2 separate regions of the Anser cygnoides genome follow, and region 2 is linked to region 1. Evidence: chromatin contacts called from public Hi-C data. All regions are on one chromosome and are shown on one strand. Each heading gives the region's core, a stretch centred on a gene start, on an enhancer-like site or on the middle of the called end of the contact. The rest is flanking DNA. Distances are from core to core; before and after follow the strand shown. Region 1 has its middle 15 kb from the start of ARRDC3. Region 2 overlaps ADGRV1 (adhesion G protein-coupled receptor V1).

Region 1 (2,751 bases), core at 90-2,589:
TCCCCCCCTGGGGAAAACTAACTGCAGAAACCACCACCTGCCCTGTGTGCAGGATGTTAACGCAGCTCCGGGCGCTCAGCGGCGAGGCCCTGCCATGGCATCTTGCTTCCGCATGCCACACGCAGCTGAGCCCGCCGCGGCGTGGATTATCGTCGTCCTCCGGCATCGGCGTGTTGCTTGACCTAAGAGCAGGTTCACCAGGCCAGCTGTCAGGGCCGCGGGAGGCCGGCGCGCACGGGGCTTCTGCTGATTATTTTATACCAGGACAACGTTTTTTTTTACTACCTAATTTCTGTTGCTACGTGGCAGCATTAGAATTTAAATTAGCATCAGTGTCATTTAAGGGACAGGGCTGTCTAGCAGTTTTCAGGCAGTATTTTCTTGAAGTCTCACGTTTTTCAACCAGAACCTCTTCATAACGATTCTTTGAAGCCTAGGTTTACTGCCAGCGTTATTACAAAGTTGGAAATTACCAGTTTTGTTCTTAGAGGTCTGATTTTTTTAAAAAACAAATCCTTTGTATTTCTGGATATTAAAATACCTGTTCGCACATACAAATCTCCTACACCAGGGTGTAAAACTGACAGCTCTTCCACATCTGCTGCCCGTGTGGTATCCATCCAAGGGATGGCAAGTTACAAAGCTTGCACACTTACACTTCCAAAGAGAGACATTAGGCAATGTCACAAAACCAATCAGCATCTTTTTTTTTTAGCAGTTACCTCGCTAAAACATGTACGTAGCACTTAACCCTTCTTTGGGGCTTTGTTGGGCTGGGTTTCTGTGACAGCTCTTCCACTTTCTTCCCCGGGAAACCAACTTGCAGAGGCAGGCGGTCAGGCATGCTCCACCTGCCACACAGATGATACCCTTGAAATAGGAAATAATTAACCTATTTCTTCTCCCAGCAGTCGCTCCCTCCTGGAACTCCCCTGCCCAGCTACAGCCTGATATTTTTAGAGCTGGATCTCCCTGCCTCCTGACCTCGTGGACATCAGGACGCGGCGGTAGCTTCTGAGCTAGGGCCAGATGCGGCCACGAAATCTGAGTTGGACGGCGAACCCCTCGTCTGATCCAGCTCCTAACAGACGATTCCGCGGTCAGAAGGACGTCGTGTTTTCAGTGTGCTCCAGGCACCTTGCTGCTGACGTTAGCCAGACTTGGGTGAAGGACAAGGACCTCAAACAGCGAAGGTGAGAGCTTTAAACGTAACAAAAAATCAAGCAGTTTAGATGCGTTTTTAATGAGGTAGGAACGCAAGAGTTAAAAAAATGACACCAACCCTAAGCCCGGGAACTAATCATAAAGTGCAAAGCCAGGTACTAAGTGCTCATACTGAAGTATTACACAAGGAACACAAAAAAAACATCCCTGTGATGGAGCATCAGCGTCAGGGAGAGCAGCAAGCCCCACCACAAGCTCCCCACAGGGTTTCTAGCAGGACCTGCTAGCTGTTTGCTGATTTAACAAATGTTATTTCTAAAATTTATTGGTTATCGTGATGCCATTCCGTCTTTCTCCACGGACATAACGATGCTCCCATTTTCGAATGAATATATGGGAGAAGCACAGGAGGAGGGATAAATCATTGCAAAATGTAATACTTTTTTATTATTTTTGTCCGAAAATTAATGAAGTTGCCTAGATCTAAACAAGGCCTTGCTGTCATCAGGCTGCCTAGATTCAAAATGAAACTTCCCACTAGAGATGGTCACAGCAATGTTGAAGGCAAATCTGTCATGTTTGTCCATCAGCTAAGCAGCACTTCATAAATCCTTCCATGGTTCTGCTAGCTCTGTAAAATATGTACAATATTCCCTGGGTAATGATTTCTGATTAATAAATGTGTTTTACTATTATTATTATTATTTACACCCCCATTTGGGAGTATATTCTAAAGGCGTTGAAGTCTGCTAGCACCAATCCATTTTTCTGGCTAGCCAGGCTAAGAGGAAGCATCTTCCTAACATCTTAAACTCCAGCTCCCATTTCCAAAGCTGTTTCAGTGTTAAACGTGTTATAAACAAAGAAAAAGCTTCACTGATGTTTTACAGCTATTTAATTATCTCCCATAAATTAAAGCAAGTGTTCTTCATACCTATCTTTTACCAGTTTAAGACAGGAAAGACAGTTTTACTGCTGCCCGTTATGTTTTAGTGCATCAGACACCATTAATTGTGACAGGGTTCCACACCTCTAAAGCAATAAAGCAATTTGTCTGCTGTATCACATAAAGGTATCCTCCCAAAGAAAACAAATAAAGAAAGCAATACCTGGCCTAGGCAGCAGTGGAACAACACAGTTTAACTTCAAAACCACATGACTGTTTACTTTTCTTCCCAAGGTTTTCCTGTTTTTGTTTTTTTTTTTCCCTTTATAATTCAAAGTAATTTAAAGATGGTAACAACCTTCTCTTAATCCCATCCCTGACTTCCCTTTTCTATATTTTATTCAGATTTTCCAGTGTTCCAAAACATCCTACTTCTTTGAATGCTTGTCTTTGCTCCTATATCCTACACAACCAATACAGCCAATCATACAGCTCAATTTCCTCAAAAATCGTCTTTTGTCTACCTTCTGTACTTGAAATACTTTCCCAGAATGTCCTTAAAAAGCCACTATATATTTTCTCCTTAAAACCATATTTTTATTGAAAAAATACCAGGAATAACAATTAGATAGAAGGCTTGTGAATTCACAGTATAAAACTTTCATTTGTTTTCACGATATGACCCAGTCAATAGGCAGTTG
Region 2 (2,751 bases), core at 162-2,661, 100 kb after region 1:
GGAAAAAGACTCCTTTATTTGCAATTGGCGCCAGCATGAGCTTAAGAACTGCATATTTTTGTTCTTTTTTAAAAAAATAAATAAAATAATATTGCATGTTTAAAACTTTAAATCTCTGTTCTTTTTCTCTCAGTATAATGTTTTTACTTTGTTTTGGCCTCTAAAACCTCTGGCATGTCTCTTGCCACAATTATTTTTGGTTGCTCTAGAAACCAATGTTCATGTTGTTTGCTACCGTATCTAAAAATTCGATATTTTATCTCTTTGCTACTGAATCAGCTCCTATTCACATTCCAGTTTGCGTCTGCTATTCTAAATGAAGTTTGGTGAATTGTATCTCCTCCAGTCAAGGTCAGGTTAAGGTGTGCACCTGTTCAGCAGACTTCTGTATGTCCACGTTTCTTGTTAAAAGTACCGAGGTTTTCTTAAACTTTTATATCTGAACTTTTGAATATTTTTCTTTTACTGTACCCCACTACTAATTAGTTGACCTTCAAAATTTTTACTTTTAGAAAAGTCAGCCATTTTGCCCAGTTTAGAAAATCATCAATCAACTGCTACTTCCAGATATTTTCAGGGTTTCTTGGAAACACTTATTTTATATATAACAGTCAGTAATGCAGTCATGTTGAACTAGTGTGTTCAAATACGCAATGGGAAAAGATATTTTATTCATATCTCTGTCAGCCAAAACAACCACATAAGGTCTATTTGAATAATGGAATACCTCCCAGGCTTGATTTGCTTTTCTCTTGACTTAAGATCCCTGAAAAATGGACTTTTGCTACTGTTGACATGTAACATTTCACCATTTCTTAAAAGCAAGGTTTTGGTTCACAATTACTTTTTATTTTAAAAATTTAGTTATTTTTTTTACTGGGAGTAGGGTGTGGTAAGGACTAGTACAAGGTACAAGAAGCCACAACAGAGGTAGCTTGGGAGTACCTAACACTTTGCAGGTTGCAGTGTGCATATATTCTAAATTACAGGATAGAGGGTCAGGGTGTCCAGTGAAGTTTGTTGGAAATATAACTGAATAATAATCAAGATCATAATGAGAAAGGGTTCAGATAAAAGGATTCAGCTCAGGGGAGAAGCCTCGGCACAGACCTAAAGCCTAACCCCAGCCTCTGCAAACGAGGGGAAGGGATCCTCCCACCTCCCTGAACTTTGGATCAGCCTCGACTGAACGGTAAATATGCCGCTGATGACCTCAGCTACAGAAACCAGAAACACCCCACAAATCTCATGAAAAACAGAGCTATCTTTTATATTAATACAGCATGTGCAAAATGGCTTGTGAAATCCTAACCTTTTGAGAGCCACAGCAGCTTATTCCTTCACTCCTGACCCCAACAAACAGCTTGCGAATAAATCCATTCAGGCAGTCATATGTAAAAAGGTAAATGTTCCTTTCTCGTCTTCCAGCTGAAAGGGTCGGGAGCCCAAGTCTTTCACAGGAGAGGACAGGGTGTGCTTCTGTGACACGGATGCTGCCTGGGTGGGATAATCAGGATCATGCCATAGAGGAACTCCAAGCATCAGATATCCTAAACATGCTCCTTAGCCTTTTCCTTTTACACTTTTCTAAATGTGTTTTGGGATTTCCTACTTTAAGAACATTGGATGAAAAAGTTTTAAGATACCTTTTAAACTTTCATCTTGGCCTTGGTGAACAGAAGGGCTTTAGCTGTATTTATTTGCTGGGTGACTGTTTACTCTGTGACGATGTAAATCAGATATTGTACCCCTAAACAGCACTTTGCATGTTTATTCTTGAAGATACAGGGAAAGGACTGTCCCTCCTCTGCATGCACATGAATAGCTTGTACTGTAAACTCCTCTCTGATGGAAACCATTTCCCACAGGAAGTGCTTGGAAACAATCTGTCCTTAGGAGATGATTTTTCTATCAAGTGCATTTCCGAGGAAATGTTTGTCATGCGGCTAAACAACTAAATTGGATAATATACAGTGCCTTTGCAGTCTCCTGAGCTGGATCCATCTGGATATCAAACACATTTAATGGGTCGTGCTCTGCTCTGCTCAGGGTCTGTAACTCCTGAGCAGCAGGGAAGCAGGGCTCTGCTCCTGGTAAACTATTTCATGTTCTCTTTCCTGTTGGGAAAAGCTTTTAACGAATGCTGAACTGCTTTCAGACTGAAGCGGGGCACACGCGTAGCAGGAATGCCCACTAATAGACGGTAAAGCAGCCTTTGGAGGCAGAAGACCTCGTCCCAGATTTAACAACCACTGCCTGAGAGCTGATGAAGGCGCAGCGCGTGTGAATGACGCGCGAACAGCACGTGTGGAGAGACAGCAAGTTCCACAGGAAATCACTTTCGTAACGTGCCATCCACACCTAAGCCCCTTTTCACACCCCTCTCTCATCCCCAAACAGGCTGAGGTCAGGGACTTGGATGACACTGTCACACCAAGACAAATGTGTCTGTCTGCAGGCCAGGAGGAGCTTCCACCACTGCGTGCTTGCCCCCCAAGACCGCCCTGATGGCTCCTCTCAGGGGAGCACGACCTGAAAAAGCTGTATTTGCTACAAGAAGTGTGTGTAATGCGTACTTCTCTCCTACAGAAACAGCCTGTGTGATGACCCTTTATTTTATTAACACAAATCAGTATATCTGCTTATCTGAATAACAGCACAGCTCGCAGACGTTGGGTGTTATTTGCAGACTGTTCGCCCTGATGCTTCACCGTTCTTTTAACTCGTGCTGAATGTCTGGTCACCTGAATC

What was found. Hi-C and Micro-C count contacts between places; a contact is called where the count stands out from the background.
Region 2: a contact with region 1 is called in a Hi-C map of liver, with 3 times the contacts expected there. The contact joins two enhancer-like sites. A contact is called at or near these places in 2 of 7 Hi-C or Micro-C datasets (both in liver).

Annotation. Positions count from the first base shown.
Region 1 is chrZ:3,430,307-3,433,057 of Taihu_goose_T2T_genome, forward strand. No RefSeq gene overlaps it. Among named protein-coding and RNA genes, the nearest start is that of ARRDC3, 15 kb to the left of the region's middle. Within about 2 kb of position 1,340, at least 2 of the 3 cell types and tissues checked have open chromatin away from gene starts, as enhancers often do. A contact at or near this core is called in liver, where this site is marked.
Region 2 is chrZ:3,532,745-3,535,495 of Taihu_goose_T2T_genome, forward strand. The region is part of intron 86 of ADGRV1 (adhesion G protein-coupled receptor V1); the gene reads right to left. Among named protein-coding and RNA genes, the nearest start is that of ARRDC3, 120 kb to the left of the region's middle. Within about 2 kb of position 1,412, at least 2 of the 3 cell types and tissues checked have open chromatin away from gene starts, as enhancers often do. A contact at or near this core is called in liver, where this site is marked.